Linked DNA regions of Xenopus laevis: region 1 is linked to region 2. A link is a contact called in public Hi-C data. All regions are on one chromosome and are shown on one strand. Each heading gives the region's core, a stretch centred on a gene start, on an enhancer-like site or on the middle of the called end of the contact. The rest is flanking DNA. Distances are from core to core; before and after follow the strand shown.

Region 1 (7,735 bases), core at 3,166-5,665, 90 kb after region 2:
TAATTATTGGGCCCCACTGTGACTTCAGGTGTAGTCCAAGCTCCTGACAGTGCTGACACATTTGCTAGTTCTGGCCTGCTGCATGGGACGTGTGCACCCGTGCCCACCGTGTATAGTGGTAAGCTCGTTTAAAGTATTAAAAATACTGCATATGCTGGTTATACATTTTTATATCCTGCTGCATGGGAACCTGATCATTTATTCTGTATACTGCTATTTTCTTCCTCTTTCATTCTTTGTCATATGCATCTGACTCCTTCCTCTTGGAAAGTCTCCATGGATGTCTCTGATTACACATTCTGGTATAGAAGAAGAGTTTATCAGCTGGCCTATATATTTATTATACATAGAAACCCACCTAAATAGATTTAATTGTTCAAAATCAGGGGCATGGCTCCTAAAGAGCAAATTACTGCACATTCAGGAGGACATCCATGACACTAAGGTTACAGTCTCAATGGGCTGATTCTCTGCCTGTGAATAATGCCTGTGAATTAGTGCTCTTCTTTGTCTGTGTCTTCTGTGTCTGCACCCGGAGCCACTGCTGGGCTGATTTTGGGCCAAGTTGAGCCCTATATGAGGGTTTGGGTGATTGGTGGGTTAAAGTTCAAGTAGGACCCCTCCACCTTTGATAATATAAAAGTGTGACTGGCATCCTATGATGAGCAGGTTTGGAAGCAGTGGGTTATGGTTGGGTTGAAAAATGACTGGCTGGTTCATCACAAATATTAATTTTCCTAGCTGGGAATTCTTACCCCTGTATACTTTTATGCTATACAGTTTCTAGCATCCAAAAGGCCAAATTGCAACTAATACCTTAAATAGAGTACTGATTAGTGGCACTGGAAAAGAACCACATCTTATAAAGATCCATATACTTGTGGATATGATTTAAATGACCCACAAGAATAGGCAACCTACAGACTCTAGATTTTGCTTGACAGCAGCTTTCAGAATGCCCATCTACAGCTAAAGTGGTGTTGGAATATTACTAGGCCCCACAGCATAGGAACAAACTGACACTACAATGTTTGATGACTAGCCTTCACTGACTCCTGGTGGCAAGAAACAAATTACAGGATACAGCCAGACCACATGTACAAATGTCAGATGAGAGTAAAAAGCCAGATCTTCAAAGAGAAGACATCAAAGCAAGATCAAGGCTGGGAAAGAGTTGAAGAAAGTAATTTACAACCAGGAGAAATAATTAAGAGTTTAAAAAATGTAACCTGATAGAAGGGGGTGTTCACATAAAATCCCTTCCTACCCCAGCTGCTGGCTAGTAGAACACTGTTACATTGCGACTCACTTTCTCAGCTGGGCCCTAACAGAAGTGTTGGAGGAAGGGTTTTGCAAGCTGAGCAAAAACACTGTAAACTTGCCTCTTTAAAAAAGGAAAAGATTAGACACAAATGGTTCTTAACCATGGTTAATGTTATATATTAAACAACAATAAACCAAGTGAGGTACTTACCTAAGTACACAGATAAATGTCTTCAGTTGTAGGGTAACGAATAAAGGTCCCCATAGACGCAAAGATTTTTCTTTGGTGAACGACCGATCTTAGCGAGATCCGATCTGTCAAATTATTGTGAAGTTAGTGGGAATCGAAACGATCGTGCATCTTATGATTTTTCGTCCGACATCTGTCAGAAGATTGATCGGCCAGGTTAAAAAAATTTATCGGCCCAAGTGCAATCTATGTTTGCAGGCAGCTATCCTTCAGTTTTGCTGGCAATATCGCCTGAAATGGTCTTTTTAGTTGATGGACAAATCATACATTTAAATGATCGTTTCGAGATAATCGTGATCTCACGATAACGAAAAGATCTTTTAAAGATCTTTACATCTATGGCCACCTTAAGCAGCTTTAGGGTCTGGCCACACGGGCAGATTTGGGGAGATTAGTCTCCAGGCGACAAATCTCCTAATCTTCACAGCGACTAATCTCCCAGATCTGCCTTCTGCCGGCTAAAATGCCTGCCTGGGGGCAGGCACACGGAGAGCTTCGTTTTCGGAAGTCGCCCGAAGTTTCATTGTGAGGCAATTACGGGCCACTTTCGGGAAAACTAAGCGTTCCGTGTGCCTGCCCCCAGGCGATTTACATTTTAGCCGGCGGAAGGCAGATCGGGGAGATTTGTCGCTGCGAAGAAGAGATTTGTCGACTGGCGACCAACAATCTCCCCAAATCTGCCCGTGTGGCCAGACCCAGTAGCAGAACTACCGGGGGAGCAGGAGGTGTGAGCAGCCAGGGCCCACACCCCCTCAGGGCCCCCTGGCAGCCCGACCACCACTGAAATGCGGGCCGTGCGGAGGGGGCGGGGGCCCTGTTGCGCGTCATGCACCAGGGCCCGCCCCCCCTCTAGTTACGGTACTAGCCAGACCCTTAGAAGGCACAGTTAAGGTGGCCATACATTATAAAATCTGCCTAAAATCATTTGGCCACAGGGCCAAGCAAATGGATTACAAGACCCCATACACAGGCAGACGAGCTGCCAACTCAGTTTAAAGGACCCGAATCACCAGTTTAAATCTGCCTGTGTATTGGCATCTTTACCCGTAGGAGTCAGAAATTGTAAGGCCAAGGGTACACGGAGCATTGGCTCCACTTCTCTCAGCCTGTGGTTTTTCCGCTCCTTATGTATCTCTGTGTATCTGCACTCAGGCCTGGATTTGCAGGAGCCCACAAAGGCCTGGGCCTAGGGCAGCATAAATGAAGGGACGGCATTTTCGCGGGCAAATTGGCAAATAAATTTGCCCATCGCTAGTAGATAGGACAGATGGTAAGAGCAGCTGGCACTCCATCAAGGAGTGTAGCAAGGAATAGCTTCCCAAGGCTGTTGAATGCCTTTAGTGAAGGGGTCACAGTGGATAGGGTGTCAGGCTTAGATTTCTTCTCCCTGACACTCCACTGGGTGGGTAGGAATTGATGTACTACTTGACTACCATGCCTCATGGGACTCCCTCTGCTTTGTCATGTAACCTGTTTCAGCCTGCTAAAGCATTGTATATGCTTTGACCTCTGTAAGTAAACCCTGGGCTCATTTGTCTTGTACAAATAAACTGTTATTCTTTTGGTTCATCACAGGAATCTCCTGGCACCCATTATTTATATTGGGTGTAGCATAGTAGCATGAGAGCTGTAGTTATACTACTTGCCCTGTGAAATCTTCCACTTAACGAAGGCCCTAGCCTGAAGTGTTTTGAGTCATATGCAACCCATGCTCCCACAACTAGCTGGATATTAACCCCTTTTTGGTCTGCCGAGTCAGATTAGCGTTACACTTGCTTCCAGTGTTTCAGTGAATTATCCTTTTATGTTATAGGCTGATTACACTCTCATAAGGGGTAAAGGGAAAACGAGAGCTTCCCAGCCTGGGAAAGGCCAAACCGACAGTAATTCCAGTTAGGGTTGCCACCTTTTCTGGAAAAAAATACCGGCCTTCCTATATACTTATATTTTTCCCCTATTTCCCCTACATTAGGGTCAACCATCATAAAATAGCGGCCAGGTGGCAACCCTAATTCCAGTAGATCCAGATGGAATTAACATTGGAAAGAAGGGTGTGGAAATGTGTTTTGATGTCCCCAAAGGGAATGTAATACCTCAGATGAGGTTATGGTGCATATTGAATCCTCACACTTTAAACACCTGCACTAGGTAAAACATTGAGCCTGGCCACTTCCCAAATCCCTTCTCTTTCACAAAAAGGCCCTTTCTGTCCTGCCTGATGATAGACTTAACTGAAGGGACGAATAAGCATCAACATTTTGGAAGTAAAATGAGGGACCAAATTTTTTTTTTCCGCACGTAGCGCAGCAATTTTTGGCCACACCCCTTTCTGTGGCCACACCCCCTAATTACCATGTTCGTTTTACAAAATTTGGCAGGTTATGAAAGTTTGAAAATATTTCTCCTTATCTAAACTGTGTTTTTGTGTCTCAAAATTGTTACAAAGTATCTTATTTGCACCTGTTAGCTGTTCTGGACTCTCTGCTAAATGCCAATTAAGTGAGAAACTTTGATTCTTTTTCTGGCTGTTCAGTGCAGAGAAAAGAGGGACTTTCCAGTACAAATGAGGGACTGCGGGTTGAGCTGTCAAAAGAGGGACCGTCCCTCCGAAAAAGGGACAGTTGGGAGGTATGTGTAAGTGTGAAAACAAAAAAACTCTCCATTATGATTATTGCTCAAATATTGATTTTGTAACGAGGCAGAATGTGGAGCTAGTGCCACAGCACATAGGGCTGAAATTGGCCGAAGTTCAACCCCTACGCAGGTATTAGGGGTTGATTTTTGGCTTGAAGGTGAATCACCCCAAGAAGAAGGCAGTTCGGTCTTACTGAGCTTCTCACCAATACACAAAGATGAACTGGCACAGCCTACAGGAGATTATTGCGTGAAAATAAAGGCTGTAGTACCGCGCATTTAGCAGCAGGGGGAGGGAGAGAGCAGGAAGAGTGTCGCTGTTGGAAGCAGGAAGTCAAGAGAAAAATAAGAAACAGGAAGAAGGAGAGAACTAGGGGCCAATCTGCAAAGGAATAGAAAGTTTAGGGAATGCTGGGAAGCGTTTATTTAGGACATATGAGTTACTGAGCGCGGACAGCTTGAGCGACATGTCTCTGTTTCCAACGCTTTTATTCTGCGGTAAGATAACATTTGGCAATTGTACATTTTCCTCCCTGCGGACTGTATATGCTATAGGGCCTCATTCTGGGGAACTCTGTGCTGTGTGACTGGAGGACTGAAGTTCTTTTTCCTACACACAGATGAGTAGTAGCTGCGTGTTGCGTCTGATCCACTTCCGGGTTGTTTTAGCAGTACAGAAGAGGGGTGGTTCACCTTTAAGTGACCACTGAGTATGTTATAGAACGACCAGTTCTAAGCATCTTTTCAATTGGTCTTCATTATTTATTTTTTATACTTTCTGAATTATTTGATGTCTTCTTTTGACTCTTCCCAGTTTTGAAATGGGGGTCGCTGACCCCTTTAAAAAAAACAAATGCTCTGTAAGGCTACTCATTTATTGTTATTGCTACTTTGTATTACTCATATTTCTATTCATATTCCAGTCTTTTATTCAAATCAATGCCTGGTTGCTAGGGTAATTTGGACCACAGCAACCAGATTGCTGACATTGCAAACTGGAAAGCTGCTGCATAAAAAAAGCTAAATAATTCAAAAACCACAAATAATGAAAAATTAAAATCAAATGCAAATTGTTTCAGAATATCATTCTCTACGTCATACTAAAAGTTTATTTTAAAGGTGAACAACCCCTTTAACTCCTGTGTTGTGGAATGCATAGAAAACAAAAATATGTTTGGGGTAGGGGATAGTTTATTAACTTTTAGTGTTATGTAGACATTAATATAACGAGACAACTTGCACTTGGCCTTCATTTTGTATTTATTTGTGGTTTTTCATTTATTTAGTTTTCTGTTGAGCAGCTGTACAGTTTGGTATTTGAGTAGCTATGCGGTTGCTAGGGTCTTATTTATCCTAGTAACCAGTTTGCGAGAGAGGAGTATGAATAAGAGAGAGCAGTATGAATAGGAGAGGGTCTGAATGTGAAGTAAATTAATCAAAATTTAAGAATAACAATAAAATTGTAACTTCAGAGTGTAATAGTTTTTTGGCTGCTGGAGTCAGTCACTTGGATTTGAAAGCTCTAAAGAGACAGAAGAAAAAGACTAATAATTATAAAACTATAAATAAATTATGTAGACCAATTGCAATTCTGTGCCATACCAAAAGGTAACTTAAAGTGATACTGACACTAAAAATTATCTGATACATATAAAAAAAAAAAATATTTTTAAGAAGCTTTTGGTTCCTGACCGATGAGGAGATCTCCGCTAGTGTGGGTGACTAATCTCCTCCAAATGATTTCTGGCAGCATTAAAGTGAATTCAGCGGTGGGAAAGCATACGAGTCGTTTTAGCTTTCGGAAGCCACCCCAAGTTGTCTTTCTAGGTAACTTAGTGGAAAAGTGACTCGTATGTTTTTCCACCATCGATTCACTTTATTGCCAGTGGAAAGTATTCGGAAGAGATTAGTCGTCAGCACTAGAGAAGATAAATTACAGGGAGACTAATCGCCTCATCTGTGAGTGGCTTTAGGGTGGAGATTTGGTTCAGCTAAATCCTGAGCCAATTCCAGGATTCTGTACATATATAAGTAATGTTACATCAGACTGCAGGTTCAGTTCTGTCTGTTGATCTCCATCAGGAGGTGGAACGCCTCTAGTAATATGGTTATCCACATATATGTGTCGTAAACCCATTTGATCACACGAGAAGCACAAACTGTGTGGCTTCTTACTTTTTAACAGCTGCCCCCCCCCCAGTTCCCAATCTCCACAGGGTGTATAGTTCATGACAAACTGTGTAAATAGCAACTAGTATATTTTCCCCCTTTGTTCTTTAAATCTGAGAGAGAGGCAGGGATTTCACACCCCTACCCTTTCCAGTTACTGATCACTAAAAGGTGTAAAAGGTGTAAATAACTTTAGTTAAGTACTTTAGAGTCCCAACCCTCTATTTCCTGACCTGAGATGTGTAAATTACTGAAACCTTCCTTGTTTCTGAGCATTGTGGGCAAGGTAGATATCATATAAATCCTAATTTCTATCATAGGTTGTCACATATAAATAGGACTGACTTACAACCCAGCAAACCCAGCAAACCCTGTGCTTATTGACTTTGATATGCCTTACTCTGTACACTATTTGAGGGGTTCTGTGTCTGTAGCAAATGTATCTTTTTGTTGTGCTGTTCAATCCTGGCCCCAGTCTTCATGCTACAACTGGCTTCCTGATCTGTAAGGATGTTGACTACAAAAGGATCCCCAACCTTATGATCTTTGTTTCAGAACCCGTGTTATGTAAGAGTATTTTCTAATGCATTGTTCTGGCTTCCTTTTACAGGCTGGCTGATTTTCACTAAGGGAAGCTCTGTGCTTGGTGAGTAACTGGATAGATTGTGACACTACCAGCAGCCCTGGACTGGGAGTAGGGTTGCCACCCGGCCGGTATTTTACCGGCCTAGCCGGTAAAATACCTGCCAAGGCCGGGGCCGGTATAACAAATTTACCGGCAATGTAGCTGCCGGTAAATTTGTAATACGATTAAAAGGAGCCCTCGGCCTGCCCCCAATCCCCTGGAACTTACCTTTTCTTTTGCCTCTTCTAGCGTCTGTGGCGCTGTCCGCCCCTTTTGACATCACGGCCCGCCCCTTTTGACATCACAGCCCGCCCCTTTGTGTCCCCAACCCACCAGACGGTAAAGCAGTTTAAAAAAGGTGGCAACCATAACTGGGAGTCAAAATAGGCCCTGCCATTTCAAGTACACAGGCACAAACAGCCCTCCACCAGCCCACTATATGGTAACCTTCTATGGAACCATACAGCAGCCCCTCTAGCATTTACCAGAACCGACAGATTGCCAGTCCGGGCATGACTACCAGAACAACACACTTTTTAGGCTCATGCAGATAAACGCAGCCCCTACGCTCCTATCAGCTTTCTGATGTACTTGCACTTGGAGCCACTGCTTTCAGCCCAGGCGCAGGCACAAAAAGCAGATTTTAGTGCCAAAATACATAAATATGCATTTCGGCAAAGCTTATTGGTATTTATAAATGAATGTCTGCAAATAAAAAAAAAATTCAAGCGTTAAATAAAACAAGTTGGATAGTTTTACCACCAATATGAATTCATACTGCTTAGGTAGGATCA
Region 2 (6,884 bases), core at 384-2,883:
AGCCCTATAAAATATAGAATCTTACCTACTATTTCATTATGATTTTTTATTAATCTCTTACCTACTATTATTTTATTTCATTATGATTTTTTATTCTTGTCAGTGATGAGTGATTTTCTGATCAAACTGCACTGCATAATATTTATATTTATAGATAGGGAGAAGAGCAAACTCCATATTATATAAATAGGAAGGAACCAGAATACAGATAATCCACTAGGTGGTGATATTGCTCTTTATTCAGATGCAACAGAAGGCACCATTTCAATTTGCAAAATAAAATATTCAGATATATTCGTACTGCAGCCAAGATTATCTCTCAGATTATCTCTCAGGTTATTTATTTTTTGTAAAATTTCTCAGTTTACACAAGAAATGTATGCAGACACGCAGATACAGAATGAAAATGTATAGGTTCTATATAAAACAGTTAACCAGGTCTGTGATGGCTTAGTAACCAGATAATTATAAGAACTCCTTTGAGGAAAAGACTCTCTTTAAGGTCAACTTCTTACATGTTTCAATGGGAGGTGTCACCATGGCAGATTTGTTTATCTAAACAGACCACTGTCTGTTAAAACTGCCTCCAATAGATTCCTAATAGGAATGAGCGAAATTTTTCACAGAGTTTCAAAGCAAAAATGACGCCCATAGACTCCTATGGGTGAAAAAAAATTGCTGCGTTACAAAAAAAAATTTGACGTGCCACATCGTGCGACGCCCATAGAGTTCAAAGCATTTTGGCGAAATTTCGCTGTTTGGTGAATTTTTGGTTAGATTCACCCATCATTAGTTCCTAACACTGAGAGATGTTTGGGGTAATTTAAATCAGATGCACCTTCTGGCTTAAAGAGTAAGGGCAGGGGCACACAGAGCAGATCATCCTCCACTCATACACTCCTTTATGTAGCTCCAGTGACATGCGCAGTGTCAACCTAAGTAAAGCTACACTAAGCGGATTTCAGTATGAAAATGTAAACTCATCCTTACAAAATGCAGGTGGAGGAAAGTGGATCCAGTGTCATCTGCTCCCACTGAGCTACATTAAGTGGATTTCATCTTAGAAACTCAAAATTTTGCATTGTTGTGCTGAAATTCACACAGTGTAGCTCCACACAAGTAGGTGCTGTGCCTGTCAATGGGGCTAAACAAAGAAGTGGATGATACTTGATCCATGTTCCTCTGTCTGCATTTTGTACAGACAATCTGCTCCGGGTGCAGTGTCAGACTGGAATGCCAGGGGCCCACCAGAAAACCTTAGACTATGGGCCCACTTTTCAAACTATTATTCCTCCTCTCCTCACTCAACCTCTTTATTCTTCTAGTCTTTTATATCTACTTACTATCTACTTCAATGATTAAGCATTTTCCCCCATAAAGAAATAGGCAATGAAATAGGCTAAATGGTTAGAAGCAAAAGAGCCCACTGACACCTGGGCCCACCGAGTTTTCCTGGTATCCCGGTGGGCCAGTCCGACACTGTCCGGGTGTGCATCTGCCTTTAAGCTGGCCATACACTTGAAGAATCGCTTTTCTGTTAAGGTCTCGGGCGGTACTCGGGCAAATAAGTTGCCGACTCAGCCCTTCTGGTGAGTGGAGCAACTAGGAGGAATGAAGCACGTTTAGGGCTGACATGGGGTTAGGCGGGGCCCCTTTCCCCCAGGTATAGCCTTGTAGCTTTGCCTCCCCCCAGCCCCAGGTAAGAACAATGGAGGGTCTAGCAGTGGTGGGAAAAAGAGGGGCGGGCTGGGGTAGGAGGCAAGGGGGGGCGTGCTGGTCTGGCAGCGTTCTTAAGGGGATGTACAGTTGAGGCAACACAGACTAACTTGTGTTTTATGGGAACAGCTAAGTGGTATGTTCTTTGAGGCATCAAGCCAGAATCCCATACATTTGTTATTTATATACATGGGGGGGACCTTACGTCACATAAGACCCCAGCCCTTATTGAGGCCATGAGGGCCGATTTAACAGATATGTTACGGAGCAGAAGAGTCAAGTGTATAGCATGGTCAGATATCATACAAAGGAGCAATTGGGGGGGAGCCATGTCCCCCCAGGGCATACAGAAGGCGAGAAAGAAGGTCAACAAGGCCATGCAGAAATTCATGTGTTCCTCCAGTGTGGGTGTGATAAGGCATGAAAATATAAAATGTAGACAGACACAGCTGTATAGGGAAGTCGGAGTGCATTTATCAGGGGAAGATTTGGGTTTGTTCATTGGGAACATCAAGGTGTTTCTTGAGGAATGGTAGAGGTCAAGGGCCGGGTAGATGGGCCATTGGAAAAGGATAGGTGTCGCCCCTTCCCTTTTTTTTCCATTGGATGGCGTCAGTGTGGCACGAGTGTGCATCAGACTTTGACTGCCCGGTCTTGTCTGAGGCATGCAAGAGACGGGGTTAGTGCCATTTATGCACAATAGGGGAGCAGTGGGACAGGCTAAAAAGGCGGTCACTGAGGGCGCTCAGCCCCATGATCCCTGCTCCATGTTTGACTTATTTTTATAATAATACTGTATATAGTATCTGGAAACCTGTATCAATGAATCTAATTGGTTGCTATGAATTACTTAATCTAACAATCATGGTGTGTGTTTTTTTTCACTTTACTTTAATCAGAGATGTAACTAACATAAACCAGACTGTGAGGTGGCCAAAGATTTGGGGGGGGGGGGTCGGTTATAACATGAGGCCTGCTGTCCTACCCATTTCTCTGTCACCAAGTGTGCACATGTACTCATGTCTTGCAAGGCTAGTCACGCTTCCCTTGTGCCAATTGAATTTGTTGCAAATGCCATTTTGAATATCTGCTCCGAAGTGACTCAACACCCACTAGGGGGCTAAGAGCAACTTGGAAGTACAATTCATTTTAACAGATGGCACAACTGTGGCACACATGAAACTGGAAAATGCAACGTGCATGCAGTTGCACCACTGCATTATATGAAAAAATGCTGCATGGTGAGTTAAAAACATAGCAATTTGCATTCAGAATTACACATTGCGCACTGAACTTGTGTTAATAAATGACGCCTTATGTATGAGAGTAAGCAAGTTAAAGATAATTGGTGGAACAAAAGGGTCATTAAGAATATATCTAGAGAAACAGATGGATATGTAAGGTGAAAAATTGTTAGGAGCCTTAAAGCCTTAAAGCTGCTAAAATTCGTTTAGACATTAAAATACCCTATAGGATTGTTTTGCCAATGACATGGATTTATGCAACTTAGTTACCATCAGGTACCCAATTACCCAATACAGGTCCAATCCAATCACTGAAAGATTGTGCTAATAAACATTACCTGTTTTATCTACATCAAATAATAGTATTTACTGTAAATAATACATAAATGGTTTTGCAGTCTCTTTAAATTGCTTTAAGTCTCAGTTATACAGTATTAAAACTGAAATTAATGTTAATTAGGGACATTTAAGATGATAAACTTTTTCTTATGGCTCTCTGCATCCCTCCCCATCATCTTCTGTTTTTTAGGGCTCTGCTACAAGGACTTTGTTCAAACACTCACATCCAGGACCTTCATCTAGACCTGAGCAGCTGTGAGGTGAGGAGGGAAATGTGAGTAGAGGTAGTGATAAGGTGTGTGGGGGGCTGGATTAAATGTTTCAGGCCAGAGAATTAAATTCAGGCAAAACCTTATCCAATATACAATACTTCAGTCTCGCTTTTCCTCATATTCTGTGCTCACCTCACCAGGTGCTCCTTTCCTGCTCACTGTGGTATACTTCTCACTTCATTCCACCATACTGTCTGTGCAATCTCTTGGCTTGTTGACCCCTTATCTGCAAGCCAAAAACAAAATATGCGGTAGGTGTGGAGTTATATCATTATTTGAGAAAACTACCAATTTAGCCGCCAAAAAACAGTAGGTGGAGAGGACACGAAACCTATAATTTGCATCATGCTCCACTTTCAGCTAAATATCAGTTTCATAATCTACCTCCTGTATTATTTGAATAGAAGTCAGATAGTACAGGCTCATTTGCTAATTTTGCCAGTAAGAAATCTAAACAGTTGCAGTTCATCGAGCTGGTATTAACTGAAAATAACATTTGATGCAACCAGTACTATAGGTTTTTTTTTGTCTTTATTGAAATCCCTACAATCCCACCCTCCTTTCTTTTCATGCTCCTCACTTCATATCTTCCAAGATTTTCACTTTAACACCCAATGTTTTCTACATGTCTACATGTCTTGTCAGGTCATCCATTGCTTTTAGACATTTATATTCACTCTAGGTTAGATATAAGAGGTGGAGATAGTGGGAATAATAACGGATGCAAAGTTATTGCTCCATAACTATAATTGAGTACCAGTATGGGACCTGTTATCCAGAATGCTCAGGACCTGGGGTTTTCCAGGGGTCTTCCCATAATTTGGCTCACCAAACTTTAAAGGAGATGTTTGTTCTTTATCAAGTCTTTAAATTGTTCTAAATTATACATTTTTTATTATTGACCCTGCCAAGCAAAATCCCTACGTTATAATTGAAAAAACAGTTGCTAATATTCCACAGATGCCTCTGAGAAATGTATCAACTAATGTAGCCAATTGTAACAGTTCAGAATCTGCTCCTGGATTACTGAGCTGCCACTGAAACCTCAGAGACAGGAACATTAAACTTTAAACTTCAATTTTAGAAAAAATGGAAAAATATAAAAAATATAAAGCATTGAAAAAAGTCTGGTGAACAATCTGAAGAGGAGTTTATTTGCACCAGATGAACTCAAATGCCACTTTTATACCTATTGCCTTCACATTATATTATGTTTCTAAGGTTCTGTTCTGCCACAGTTTGTATCAGATGATCATTCCTGGCAGCATTGGCAGATAACACAGCTGAAGAAGAAGTTATTGTTACATTTCAGCTGCCATCAACCTTAACTGTCAAGCATGAATAAAATTGTTACAACAAAAGCAGCAAAAAAATATCGTCAGTGGGAGATGAAGTACCCGACAATACCTGTGCCTTCACATTAAGACGGCCTCCACTGCTCCTCCATTCCTGCTCTGCCTGCACCCGGAAGCATTGATTCTGCTCTGGTACAGGCAGACGTGGCGGATTTCGGCACTGAAACACAACATTTTGCATTTTTCAGAAGACAAGGGGAACAGCAAGGCAGTGGATTCTATGCCTGCTGACAGTCCATAATTGTCTACATCATCTGGCCCTAGCCTAAAAGTGTAAATACCACAAGATCTTGGGTAATCACTTGAAAATTCAGAATGAGCCATTTTTAGCGATTGCCAAGATTGCTGCATCCAATGTGTTATATGTGCATCAATTCCACCTAATGTAAGGGGGCAGTTATTGTCAGATGCTTATTGCCGACAGGACAGGAGATTTCCCACACAATGATTCCCCTCCCTGCAAGTCAGCACCCTTACTCTTTCGTAGACAGCAGTATTGTAAGATCATTTTTGAAATATGTAGAACACTAATTTGGTTACTGTCTCTTTAAATAGCAATTTACCCTTGGAAATCCAGGGGCCCTGAGTCCCTTTTGCATATGAAAAGTACTGGGAACTGGGAATTACAGGGCAGTGCCTCCACCTAGTGAACACTGAGGAAAACACCTCAGAGGGGTTCCACTATGAATAATATAACACACAGTTTGCAAATGAACAAATATATACTTTATATAAACAGTTTAACACTGGGGCAACTTATACGCACTTCACTCCGACACTGAGGACATGAGGGGCACTAACTAAACCACTATTAGGTGCTTAACTGTTGCTTTACACAGTCCTTGGTAAATATCACAGTCCCAATCACACAGTTCAAATGATTATCAAATATCACAGTCCCAATCCACACAGTTCAAATGATTATCCCTTCCCCAGAGCTATTATTTCCCAGGTAGTGCCACCTTATTCCCCAAAAGTACCTCTCCCTTTTGAAGTTGGCAGCAGCTCCCTCGTAGCAGGTAAATATTTAAGACATGTCTTCACTTTAAGACATGTCTAGACTTGTATCCGTGCCAATATCCTTCCTTGGGTGGCTCACTCACCGGGGTGCTCTCAGAGGAAATCACACTGGAGATCACACGCAGTTCTGCAGCAGAATCAATTTCACTAGTGGCACCTTTCTCCTTCTGAGTTTCTAGCCGCTTGGCATCTGATCGCTATCCAGCATGCAACTGGGCTGGATGATGTCACAGGCAGACAAATGGGAAGGATTCCTCATGTTCCCTACATATGTTTATATTTTGGTTCTGAGACTCAGTCATGGAATTTCAACTGTATATGGCTGCTTCAGCAATCAGGTAGCTGTCTGAATGGAAGATCAGTAGGAGGGATCAAAAGAAAAATAAGTAAATAGAATAACAATAATTATAAAACTGCATCATCACAGACAATCTATTCAGTGAACCCCAAATACTAGGCTGGAATTTGACATAAATACAACATAAATAATTAAGACCAGTTGCTTAGAATAAAAAATAAAATAAATGTGAAGATATTTTGCCTTTCTCATATGCATTTATTCAGTGTGAAATTTAAAATGCTGTCTGGTTGCTGGCAGTGGTATAACTACTTGGCACAAGGAAGTAAATTCTTTGTAAGGGCCTGGTGCACACAGCTAGCCAACCTGCCCCACCCCAGCTACCTGCCCACCTGCCTAATTGTGTCTCCCACTCTCTGCCTGCTCTCAGATAGGAGAGTGGTTGGGCAGGGAAGATTTGTATACAACTTTAGAGGAAGAAGACCCTGTTATCTGGGGCCCCCCTGACCACAGGGTCACTTCCTCTATAGTTACGCTGGGGTCATTGAACCTAGCAGCAAGAAAGTGAATTAACCCTGAAAATAGATACTTACTGTTATTATTTTTGCCATATACCTCCAAATACATATACAATTAAGAC

Evidence for each region. Hi-C and Micro-C count contacts between places; a contact is called where the count stands out from the background.
Region 1: a contact with region 2 is called in a Hi-C map of the XL177 cell line, with 3 times the contacts expected there. The contact joins the promoter of lrp10.L here to the enhancer-like site in region 2. A contact is called at or near these places in 2 of 4 Hi-C or Micro-C datasets (the XL177 cell line and the XTC cell line).

What each region holds. Positions count from the first base shown.
Region 1 is chr1L:151,288,105-151,295,839 of Xenopus_laevis_v10.1, forward strand. It overlaps lrp10.L (low-density lipoprotein receptor-related protein 10), which reads left to right and starts at 4,416. Exons shown (of 5, transcript XM_018259489.2): 1 at 4,416-4,645; 2 at 6,927-6,962. The coding sequence starts at 4,615.
Region 2 is chr1L:151,201,373-151,208,256 of Xenopus_laevis_v10.1, forward strand. LOC108695570 (capping protein, Arp2/3 and myosin-I linker protein 3-like) reads left to right here. Exons shown (of 38, transcript XM_041564974.1): 17 at 3,490-3,559. LOC121394312 (a long non-coding RNA gene) reads right to left here. Exons shown (of 3, transcript XR_005961646.1): 2 at 4,979-6,292; 3 at 1,400-3,797. Among protein-coding and RNA genes, the nearest start is that of LOC121394312, 5.0 kb to the right of the region's middle. Within about 2 kb of position 1,634, at least 1 of the 7 cell types and tissues checked has an H3K27ac peak or open chromatin away from gene starts, as enhancers often do.